Linked DNA regions of Rattus norvegicus: region 1 is linked to region 2. A link is a contact called in public Hi-C data. All regions are on one chromosome and are shown on one strand. The core of a region is the stretch at or near the end of the contact, and the rest is flanking DNA. Distances in the headings are between cores, read along the strand shown.

Region 1 (6,110 bases), core at 1,968-4,467, 460 kb before region 2:
CATTCCTCAAGTGCCATCCACCTCTTTTATTTATTTTTTTTAATACAGTGTCTCTCCTAAGCCTAGGACTTCCAAAGCAGGAAAGAAGTTGCCAGCAAGCCACAGGGATCCTCCTGTCTCTGCCCATGTGGAACTAGGGTTACAAGCATGTACCAGCACCACACATTGCCCTATTTGCAGAGCAGTCGAACTCATCTCTTCATGCTCCCAAGGTACTAACAGAGCTATCTTCTCAATACTCTCCCCTACCAGTTCTTCCATTGGATCTTTCCTGACTTCTCGCCAGGTTCATGCCAAATGGGTAAGCCTTCTCCAACAGCCAGGAAAGATCGGTGACCAAGGAGCAATTTCCACATTCTGGGAAATGTGTTATGCAGTATAATTTAGTTTTCTTCCTCTCCCTCCCTCCTCCCTCTCTTCTCCCTCTCTCCTTCTCATCCATTTCCTAAGCCAACAGAGTTACCATTTATAGAAAAGGGGACCATCAAGACACACAGATCCCTAAGATTGTACTTGCAGCTATGCCAGGCCGAAGCAATCGAAAGCTGATACTGTTTAAAATGATCAATAGCTCCTGAATGAGTGATTTCAAAATTCTTTTCATTTGGGATTTCCAGAACAACATGAGTTAGCCTATCATTAGTCTTCTCTTTGGTCATCTAACACTGTCTTTGAAGTCTTCATAAGGGTTTGTGTTCATCTTGGGATGTTGAGTTGTAATGCACAGTAATGATGACTTACAGTTTCGGTCCTTCCTGCACCCAGTGCATTAGTCAGGCACAACAGACACTCAAATGGATCTCTTTCACATCATAAACCTTGAAGATAAGAAAACCTTGTCTTATCATCTGACTTGGAGCTCAGTAGCCTGTCTCCTGCTGCTCCAAAAACATCATTTAACTTTAGGCTACGGGGAAAAGAAGCTTGACACTGTGTATTCTAGAAGCAACCATCTTAAACAGCTTATCTTCTATTTTTATCTCTCTTTTTAGATCTCTGTGCTGTCTTTCGTATGTCAGATTTGTCTTGTTTGTTAATACTCTCTGGCTAGACTCAGTGACTAACGTTCCACAGTACCTTCTACAAAGTCTCCTTCGAGGGATAAATGTTGGCTCTCTGCACACAGATTAGATTTTAGATAATGGTAGGGATTGTGTATCGTGTTTATTTTAGATCCCTCTTCCTACTTACCACAGTGCTAACTACCTTAGAAAGAATTAACAAAGACTGCTTAATATTTTAACAAATTAAATACTTTTTATAACCTGAGAATGAATTATAAAAGATGAACTACAGGATGGAATTTAGGAATTTAGTCTCCCTTGATAGGCCAAGCAAAGGATTTGATTAACCAGGCCACTAGTTGAATAGTCACCACTGGTATACATTTGTGTGTAAGAGGATATCAGGGTGTGCTTTCTACTCAAGAAAATTAGAAGTGTTTGTTTTCTTTTGGTTTATTGTAAATACTTCTAATTTGCCATACATTTACTAGATATGGCCCGTAGAATACCACCATTTTTAAACCCAGATAACTGTAAACAAAGGAGGGGACAGTAGCTTCCGTGAGAACACCTAGCAATTAGTAATTCTTTCAACGCTAAACACAGTTGGTCTTCACGAAGTCATTCTAATTTAGGCTGATTGTTTGACAGAAATGGTTTACAATGCAGACAATTTGGGGTCAAGAGAAAAAAATTACATATTTTTAAAGCAAAGACCGTAGAGAGTTGGAGTTCCTAGGAAGGGCCACTGTACCATCATGTGGTCCACAGTCTCATTGCCATCCTGCGGATGGTTCATTGAAGGACAGTAATGAGAATTTCTGCTTTCTGTCCTTGAAATTTCATTACTACTTTATAGATCATGGGATAGCTTCCCCTTCACAACTAGTTGCTTGAAGATGCAAAAGTCAAACAAACCAGAGCATCCCACCCACCAGTGATCCCATCCTGGCCTGACGTTTTGGAAACATTGCAGGAGTTGCTTTCAACCCCTGAAGCAAGAGGAGATCATGAAGTCTTCTGTGGCAATAAACCATGCCAGAATCTGTGTTGGCTATTGTCAACTTTACACAAACTAGTCACCGGGGAATATTGAACCTCAATAAGGAGCTGCCTCCATGAAATTGGCCTGTGAAATGTCCCTGGAGCATCTTCTTGATTAACGGTTGAGGTCACAGAGCCTGGTCCACAGAGGAGACTGCTACTTCTAGGCAGGTGGCCCTTGGATATATAAGAAAGTAAACTGAGTAAGCCAGTCAGCAGCATTCCTCCACGGCCTCTGCTTCAGATCTTGTTTCCGAGTTTGTGCTTGGGTCTTGCCCAACTCCCAGTGATGGACAGTGACTGGGAAGTGTAAGCTAAATAAACCCTCTTATCTCCCAAGTTCCTTTTTGTAAATATTTTATTTTAGCAACAGAAAAACAATTGGACAGAATCTTTCTAGAAAGCAAAGGAAAATTAAAGTCCCTTTCAATAAATTTCTCAAGAGGCCCCCCTCCCCCATAATCCAATTGCAAAGTAGTATAAATGTTAACTCCATCTAATGTTCTAAGAGTTAGTTACAGCAGTATGAGGTGTTGCTAGGTCTGTGCCCTCCAGAACATCACTGTCTCTTGCCTTATGAACACTGGATGATATTTGAGCAGTTTGCACTCAATGGAGCTAACCATCCTTCCCAGCCTAACGAGTAGGTCTTCTGTTACTTGTCCTCAGCTAAGAACGAGAGGACCCAGATGATGCCAAGACTTTCTGGAGATCTGGAGAATCAAGTTTGAGCTTTTCCTCCATACTCACGCCCTGTCTTTCCCTGCAGTAAACATCTTAGCCTCGGTCAGTGATACTTAAGTCAGTAATATCTTAGGCAGGGCTAAGCCAATCAGCCCGAAGAGGTAACTACAGCAAAAGCGTATTGCTAGAATCTGCTCATAACCTCATTATGTTCTATTCCAGGAGGTGTGGCTGAAAAACTTACCTGATTGCAGATACAAAAGGGTGTCTGCATATCATTCTGGGTTTCAGAATCCTAGCCTGATGCTTATAATACGGTTGTATTTCCACTGTAGGCTCCCTAAACGCTATAGCCCAACAATGTTCAGGGCAAGGCGATGCTGACCATATTTATACGCCTCTTGTAAGTTACCAGAGGGTGATTCTCCAGCACAGGTCTGTGGAGTTTCACAAATCCAGAGAGGCAGAGAGAGACCTGGCCAGGAACACACAGGAAGCTGGAGCAGCGCCACCTGCAGGATCCTGGAGGCTGGGAATCCGGATGTGCACAGATTCCTAGGAGACCAAAAAAAAAAAAAAAAAAAAGCCAAAGCAGCTTAAATGGTCAAAGAACACAGCATAAAGTGAGCTGCAAGGGTCAGATCTGGAAGGGAGCCCAAGTCTGAGTCTCCCCGTCCATCTGGGGATAAACTTGGCTCGTAATCAGGCCTGACAATTAGGCCGTACAGTTAATATTTTTACAGCTGTTTTATTAATAACACATACAGTGCATCCAGCCAGGATTTGTTGGAGACACCTCAGGAAAACGAATGATGTAAATAACAGATGGATGTAGAATATTCCTACAAACAGGCATAAAGATATTCCCTTCTTGTTTAAAAAGAATTTAAATAGACAGATTGTAGATAAACAGGCAGACAGAAACGGGGAAAGAGAGAATTTACGATTTTTGAGGTAGTGGTTGCATGCGTTCACACGGCGGCAGAAAGCATGGACACAAACACCCCTGCTCTCTGTATGGCGATGTGACTCAGAGCTTTGGCTTCGGGAAGACAAACTTCCTTGGTGGAAGGGGGGTGGCTCGCACAGTCAGGGGAGCCATTAGAAGCAGGTGCAGGGAGGCCATTTCTCCGATCGTCCTCAGGAACGTGGTGGGGTCCAGAGAGGTTTCAGAGCCTAGTCAGACCTGCTTTAGCCCAGCCTTGACCCAGCACAGAGCCCAGGAGTGGACCGCCTGCTTTCGGCCTCTGTCAATCATTTAGTGGATGGCCTGCGCACTCTCCAATTTCACATGCGAGCTAGGAGCCGTGATATTTCAATTTGAAAAGAGACGTTAAAAATTCAGGAGCTTCCTCGTCTTTTGTTTTCACTCCTACTATCTTTTTTTTCCCCCTGTACTGCTTTTTCATGAGCGTGCTGCACTGTGCTCCTTCCTTACTTTGCAACCAGATGGCTCAGGAATGAAGAACAAAGGCCACTAAAAAGTGGGCGGGGAGAGGGGGGCGGGGGGGGGGCACAGGGCTGAAAGTCAAGAGGAAATCTGAGATGGTAGCACAACTCAGTTGTTTAATCACCAGTAATTCCGGGATAAATTATGAACCTAGGACAGATGTCGCTCTTCCCAGCGACCCTCTGTGCGAGGTGTGCTTGTTTGTGCTGTGTCTTTGCCGGCGACATAGACACACACAGGCCCAGTTTTGTTTGCAGCGGTGAGGTCTTAAGGTAGTATCCTGCTATTTTCTGTGCATCTTCTTACTTCCCTGCACATGTCAAAAGGGGAGGGGGCGCCTGTCATGGGAGGGAGAATTGCCAAGCAACAACATCATCATCATCATCATCATCATCATCACCATCATCATCATCATCATCATCATCATCATTGTTGTCGTCGTCGTCCCCCTGCCTGGACATTACAGTACAGTTGACCAAATAGCTCAGAGTTGGAACGAATGGCAGTTCCCAACTGAGTGACCTTGGGCAGGTCACTGACCTCTTCGCTTTTAGCTTCCTTTTCAGACTGTCTCCCTGCAAAGGGACACTGTGGCTGCTAACCGGGTAATATCTTGAAAACGGGAACAGGCTCTGTGGGAAGACTGTGGTCATCTTAGACGTGACAAAGAGGAGTCCTCAAGGCTTTGCTTTCTGACAATTGTCTGCTTAATTTCCTGTTGCACTTAGCCCTTGACCTAACCTGCCTTTCCAGATGAGACCTTGGAACCTTTGCCTTAAAAGAGTCCCTATGTGAACCACAGTGAATCTTTTGTCTGAGCCACCAATTGCACTTACTGTATACAAGTCATTATTGTCACCCATTGCACTTACTGTATACATGTCATTACTGTCACCCATTGCACTTACTGTATACATGTCATCAAAACCCTGTTAGTTTCCAGGATGATCTCCCAGCTGCTTGGTTTATTTTGTTGCTCCTACGTGACCCATAGGAAGATTTCCTTTTGTTTCCTTTCCTTTCCTTTCCCTTCCTTTCCTTCCTTTCCTTCCTTTCTTCCTTCTTTTCTTCCTTCCTTCTTTTCTTTCTTCCTTTCTTTCTCTTTTTCTCTTTCTTTCAATTGGGGATTTCTGCACACACAAAGCCATAAGACAAAAGGAATGGCTATTGAAAGATAAAACTCCATACAGTTCAATTGGACTAAATAACTTGAGAGAGGAGATATTTGGATTACACACAAAAGTTTCTTTCTGCCTCCTTGGTATGTTGGCCCCCCCCATCCCTGGGCATGTGTGGGAATGACAAGTAAATAGTGAAGATTCTAGCAAGGCTTCTGAGTACCTGAGTCCTTCCTCCCTCCTCTGTAGTCTTCAAAGTAAGCTACATTTCTTCCTTGCTTCAAGGTGCACAGTTCTAATTCCTCTTTTCATTGAAACGGTTGAAACCATTCAGAAAATTTCGAGGCCTAAGTTTAATTTTATATGAAACTTGTGTATGAAAATACAAGCCTGCAACTTGTATTTTCTTCTACACTCATAAGGATTCTGGGAACCAAAACAGAAATTTGTATATAAATGATTAAAAGAGATAGACTATTTTTATCTTGTATGTGTGTATGTGTATGTATATGTGTATGTGCATATGTGTATGTGTTTATGTGTTTATGTATTTATGTGTGTGTATGTGTGCATGTGTTTATGTGTGTGTGTACATGTGTGTATGTGTTTATGTGTGTGTGTATGTGTGTGTATGTGTATGTGTGCATGTATTTATGTGTTTATGTGTGTGCATGTGTGTGTGTACATTCATGCATATGGCACACATGTATAAGAGTCATAAAACAACACGGAGTATCAGTTCCTGCTCTCCCTCTTGTCTGAGACAGGGGCAATGTATCTTCAATGCTGCCTGAATCATGTTTGCTGGTC
Region 2 (6,531 bases), core at 935-3,434:
ACAATAGACTTTCCCTGCCTCTGCTGTGGGTGTCACGAGAGTGTGGATAGAGTCCTCTTTTCCAGGGTCTCACTGGGCTTCACATACAGAGTACTCTGTTCCCTCAATCCTGTCTCATTCTCCTTATTGCTTCATCCAGAGGCTTCATCCAGGACAATCTGCTGGAGTTTCTACCTTCCGTGTGGGTCCTGGGGATTGAACTGGGGTCTTCAGCCTTGACCACAAGCACCTTTACCCACCGAGCCATCTCACCTGCCCAGAGTTCCTAACTGGCCAAGGTGCTTCCAAGTCTCACTGTTTCTAACATTTGTAAGAAGGTAAACATCCATCTATCAGGCAGGACAGAAAGACACTGGGAGATTTTCACAAGCTACCGAAGGTCATGGACAGAGCTGAGCTTACCACCAGGCCATACTCTGATGGTTCCACTGAAATACTGGGCCTAGGGTTGATGACATCATTTCGCTCCCTGTACAGCAGGATGTTGAGAGGAATGGTGTGGGAGCTGCGTCTCTTTGTTTACTCTTTCCTTAAATATTTACAGAGTACTAGCTATGCACCAAACACTCTTCTAGGCACAAAACAGCAGTGAACAAAGGAGGCAATGTTTTTTATCCTGGTGGAGTTCTGTGTGTTCTTAGGTGATTGTGGAAGGAAAACGAAGCAGGAAAGTGGGGTGTGAGGTCGGTGCACTGTGGTGGGTTGGAGCAGGGTAATTTTACACGGGTTGGCCAAGAAGGTGGAAGTGAGGTGACACCTGACGAGGATGAATTTGATGTCAGAGGCCTATGTGACATCTGGGAGAAGAAAGTCTGGAGAGCAACCACAGTCAGCAGGAAGGCTGGAGCTGGGAGTGTCCGGGAGCTCACTGAGAAGCGGCAGCTGGGCCTGTGTGACCGCAAGCCAAATGAACTGAAGAGGAGCAAGGGTGTGGTTCTGGGCCAGGTCAGGGAGCTTAGTGAGTCCTTGCTAGGATCTGCTTTTGCTCTGACCAAAATTCGGAAGCAGCAAGCAGCATAGGGGCTGGGCAGTGGGGTGTTAAATGACTTTAGCAGCTGCTCCTTTGAGCACACATTCAAATGAGATGGGAGCCCCCTCCCCCGATAGGAGTCCATTGCAACAGCACAAGTGCTTCCAGTCAGTCTATAGTAACCTCACTTCATGCCTATTCCACCGTAGAACGTGGTTAACTACTGTAGTAGCATCAAGGATGCCAGAGCCAAGGAACCTTGAAAATATCCATTGTTCTTAAGATCTAGAGCCAACCTGAACTTCCGGATCATTATAAGTCATGAGCCAGTGTCTGGATTCACATCCTCCTAACACACATCACCAGGAGAAAGCTGAAATACTTTCTCTGTTGTGGGCTAGATTGTTATCTATTTGAGGTCGAAAGCTGGCTTTCTGTAATCATTAGAATGTTGTCTACAATGCCTCTGGAGAGGAAACAGAGGGATACAAATAGGGCTTGTTTTGTAAAAAGGGTCTTTAGAAACATGAGGTGACTGGGGAAAGTGTTCAATACATCTAATTCTTCGTGAGAAAAAAACAAAACAAAACAAACAAACAAAAACATTGAAGTGGTTGATGACAACAGATTTTACATACTTAACTTCCAGACAAGACAGGTCACAACTGTGCACTGGTGGATAAGTGAACTTCTCCCTGTGCCTCAGGCACACAAACCCCAGGAAGGAGGCAGAGTGGCTCTGGGGACAGTGAGATGCCTGGGGAGACACCTCAGAATAGCCCCCCAAGCATCTATGACACTGGGGATGCCCTTTGCCAAGAAAAGACGGCGGTCAAGAATCCAGGTAAACAGTGGGGCTCTTAACTCTCCCACACTCAATGTAAGCCTTTCTCTTTAGGCAGCAGAAAGAAATATCAAACACATCCAAAAAAAAAAAAAAAAAAAAAAACCACGTATGATTTAACCAAACTCTAGATAGAAAGATATCATGAAGGCCTTTGCTGGGTTCACATGGACTTATTTTATCTAGAAAACTGGGCTTGTTAATAGCTCAAGGCCTTGGGTAAGAGCAAGCCAAGTCATATCACAGCTGTAATTCTCTTCTTCAGCACACAGACTATGTGGAAATATTTTATTTTGCTTTTATCAGTCTCCGGAGTTCATGTGATGTACTTCAAGAGCCAGCCATTCTCTGGGGCTTATGGTCTTGGCAGATGCCGCGGCGACCGTTAGAAGGTCAAACAAGTCCCACTTCCGCCCCCTCAGACCAGCTGGGATCATCCATTCCCAGACTGACTTTCGTTCCCTGAGTTAGCCTTGAGGCTCTGTCCTCTAAGAAAATGCAGCATAGCCAGATGATTTTCACCTGAGCTAGTCTCTGCCTTCCCTTTTAGGATTGTCATGAGGTCAGTTTTTGATTAGCAGAAGGCCAAATATTCCTGTCGCCTTGGAAATGCTGAGATATCCAAAGCCACGAAGTCTCTTCTTCCTCTTCTCTCCCGAGCAGTCCTACACAGCAGCACAATTCCGGTGGAGTCCACTGGGTTCCCTAGATTAGGCAAACTCGACTGTTTGGTTGGTACTTTCTCGAACACACACTGTCTACTCTTTGCTTGACGTCTTCTCGGCTGATTAAATCTTCCCCATCATGGAGTACAGAATTAAACAGAATTGCACATTGTTGCTCACTACCATAGAGTGTAGATCTGGGAATCCGAGAGGCCACACAGCCTGAACTTCTACTCCAGAGACAGATTCTCTTTACCGTGTCTTCCCACTGAGAAGACATCTATTCTATTTGTACTTAAGCCGTTCCCGTGACAAGACTCACACACAAACACACACACACACACACACACACACATACACACAGACATACACACACACAGATACACACACACAGAGACCCACACACACACAGAAACACACACACACACAGACACATACACAGACACACAGACACACACACACATACACACATACACATACACATACACAGACACACACACAAATACACACACAGAGACCACACACACATACACAGACACACACACACAAATACACACACACAGACCACACACACACACACATACAGATACACACACACACACACACTGCTCAGTAAGGAACTGACTTAAAGAGTGGGCTATTTCTTTTAGAAAGATCCTTGACAGAGTCACCCTATCTCTCCAGCTTCGCCCCATGTCCCAAAATTACTTCAACTAGTAGAACTCAACGACTCAGGATGAACATTCTCCTCTTTCTCCCAATACCCCTCTTGTCGTTGTTCCTTTTTCTGTCTCATTTGATCAAAGCCCCCTGTGAAGACTTGGAGACCTTGTAGCTCACGAGTCTGTGTCAATCAAGGATAAGGTTGGGATGACCTAACATGGGGACTCCCGATCAGACTCCAACTCAAAGAGGACATCTTCCTTGTGTGACTCCGGCTCTGTAGCTGATCACATTTTCTAAAAGTTTCTAACATGTTCCTTAAAGTTAAGACACGGGGAGTATTTCATACAAAGCCCTCAAAGGAAATAGCTACCTGCCTGGATTAACTACACAATCAGGAAAACACTTGGAAGTTTCTGCACTTAAACGCAGACGGACTACGGCATTTAAGCATGCTCTTACTGCCATCTCGTGGTCATAACTGGAAGCACATCCCACATTCAAAATCTGCAGAGGAGGTTCGAGGCTCAGGGGGTCACATGGGAATCGTCTGATTTTTCTCTTTGAACCTTTTATTTGGTAAAGCTGTACCTTAAGTTTATTTTCCAATCCACTACGCATATCTTTACTTTAGCCGTCATCGTCTTACATCTTCCACACTGGGGCTAGCTTTCAAATGAATCCCATCTATTTTCTCACAGATGTCAGAAAGGACCGCTTGTTCTCTTTTAGGCAGAAAAAAAAGGCATCTCAGGTGAGCATAAATAACTATATTTTTATCTCAAAGAGAACGCACGCTTTCACATAAATGTGTTCATCTTCGGATGTAGTTTTTAGACTTTTTTTTTTCGTTGCTGTGAAAGCTGTCGTTTATAGCTAACCTTGAGTGCATTGTTCCTCACAATTAGAAGTAGATAAGTTTCACAGGCAGAGAAGTTGACAAGTCTTTAAGGGTTCACACTTGGTTTTCCAGGAAGAGCTGACATTAATTAGAAGTGATTACACATACGTTGCATGTGTGTCTGTATGTTTCTGTTGCTGCTCGCAGACATCACAAAGGCCCTAGAAAGATTGCATGGGTTTGGTGTTTTTTTGTGTGTGTGTTTTTTTTTTTTCTTATGTTTTAAAAATAAACAATCTCCTTCCCATGTGTTGCTCTAAGCCAGCAAATCTAGGAAGCTCAGCGGGGTTGGACAAGGTCACTGCTTGTCAGGGCTCCAAGGGGAGCGGGCAACAACTCTGAGAATCAAATGCTGGCGTCCTAATCCCTCCCAGCTTGAGCTTCTCAGGCGTGAGGGGCGGCCATGCCAGCGCTGACACACGCACAGAGTGAGGCTTGCTTGCTAGCCACACTTCAACTTAGCACCATATCCTACCTAAGATACCTCGTACAGTGAAAGTACAGCCTCACCCTTGGACGGAAGGCGGAACGCCACCCAACCGAGTGTGCTCGCATCTTGGATCTAGTAAACAGGAAAAGAATCATAAAGTACACGTTCCTGCCCCAAGCGCAGGAACCATTATTGCCTTGCTATGGTTGAATTTCGTAAATGTACACTGCAGTTTACATTTAATTAAAAAATGATATATTAATACATATATATACTTAAAGTTAACAACCCCCCCCCAAACATGTGGGGATTCGTGTACATATAGACCCATCTTTATGCACCTGTGTATTTGGGTGTATACTCAGATCTACTGCGACAGAGAAGAAATAGAACACATAAATGGTGTTATATACTATAAAGACAGAGTTGGTCCATATCACTGAAAGGTGCCTGAGAAAGAAGTGGGGGCTCCCCTGCTGGAGACTGGGGCCCGGCTTGAGGATCTGACAGGATAAATGCAAAGAATAACAATATAGTATATTCGGACTTCATTTTCCATCAAAACGGAAAATGAAAGGTATCTGGAAGGCAGTCGGTCAAGTTGGATGGAAATCTACCTTACTTTCCTAAGCCGTAAATGAGAATCAACCAGACTTCAACAACCGCGGAAGCAGGAAGATGGCAGGGTGGAGTGTTTGGTCTGGGGCGTGGCTCAGAGCGAGAGCAGTTGTCTAGGATTCCGGAGGCCCTGTGTTTGCCGCCCGCTACCCGCAAAGCGAAGTTAGATGTTAGATGACTTCAAACGGCCATGCTCCTACAACTGAAGCACTAATTGCTTCACCAAAGAAGCTAAAGAGACAAAGTTCTAACCGCTAGGACAAACCCTTACAAGCATGGAGCCTTCCTTTCCTTTCCTTTCCTTTCTTTCACGGTGTTTTATTGATTATTCAGGAATTTCCCATCATGAACGCCAAGCACCCCCTCCCCACTTCCCAGACCTCCCAGGTCTGCCCAGACCTAAAAGACTCCACCCCACCCCACCCCGAAAAAAGAAAAGGAAAAAAAAAATCCAATTTGTGTTGCCCATACATGCACTGGAGCAAACTCCCAGGAACCCATCCCTTAACGAAAACTGAGTCCTTCCTCACCTGGCCAGAAGCCATCAATTCTAGAGAGTTTCACTTTAGCATCCTTATCACGATTTTTAAGAGTTCTCTTCGATGGTTTTCTGTGCACAGCCTTCGTTTCTTGTCCTGTATGGACGTGGTATTGACGAATGGAAAAGTAGCCTATTGTAGCTATCGAGAAAGTCAGCCGGAAGCAAGTGTTCGTGCTCCCTCCATTTGATCCTTGAAAGGAGTGTCCTGGCTAGACCTCAGACGGTTGCTGTTATAAATAGTCTTTCTGTAAGACTCACTGTGTATTATTCAATCCCAGTAAAGAGGCTTCCATGGACCTATCAAAAATGCTTCTAGAAGTCTGAGACTTTACCCACGGGGCTCAGCATTGGGTCTATTTGATCCCACAAAAACCTCAAAGTGCCTGTGACTGTGAAGTCCCATTGCCTTACACACTCATGCTGGGACCCTGAGAACACATATAGCCTCCCACTCGGTGACTCGGTGACAAGACACATTGGCTACTGAAGCTCTGGACCAGGTCACTGTGACCCTACATGGGCTTCTGATGATCCTGAGCAGTGTGAATCAGGGCTACCTGCTGAAATGAGTGTCAAGCCACTGCGATCTGCGGGGCCTCCTGTACCCAGTGCTCTGTCACTGTCATTGGACAGTCCTCCCGGGCTCAATGCAGGCTCACTGAGAAGCCTTTTACACTCCCAGGCTCAGCACTCGTTCTCGGTGAACACCTTGGGCCTTCCCAGGCTTGGTGCTGGTTAACCATGAACCTGCATGGTTCTCCTAGGCATAGTTCAGGGCCCTGGGAGCCTGAACTCAGATTGCGGTTTAAGTGGGAAGCCACTGAGAAGTTGTTGCATGATCTGAAGGCCCAGTCACACACTGGTCACTGTGAATATGCGTGGACTTATCGGCTTTATGC

Evidence for each region. A called contact is a pair of places that touch in the nucleus more often than the background predicts.
Region 1: a contact with region 2 is called in a Hi-C map of psoas muscle, with 7 times the contacts expected there. The contact joins two enhancer-like sites. A contact is called at or near these places in 2 of 12 Hi-C or Micro-C datasets (mammary epithelial cells and psoas muscle).

The regions. Positions count from the first base shown.
Region 1 is chr18:64,808,773-64,814,882 of GRCr8, reverse strand. No RefSeq gene overlaps it. Among named protein-coding and RNA genes, the nearest start is that of Tcf4, 410 kb to the left of the region's middle. Within about 2 kb of position 3,217, at least 35 of the 93 cell types and tissues checked have an H3K27ac peak or open chromatin away from gene starts, as enhancers often do.
Region 2 is chr18:64,346,299-64,352,829 of GRCr8, reverse strand. All of the region lies in intron 1 of LOC102548061 (a long non-coding RNA gene), which reads right to left. Among named protein-coding and RNA genes, the nearest start is that of Mc2r, 59 kb to the right of the region's middle. Within about 2 kb of position 2,184, at least 10 of the 93 cell types and tissues checked have an H3K27ac peak or open chromatin away from gene starts, as enhancers often do.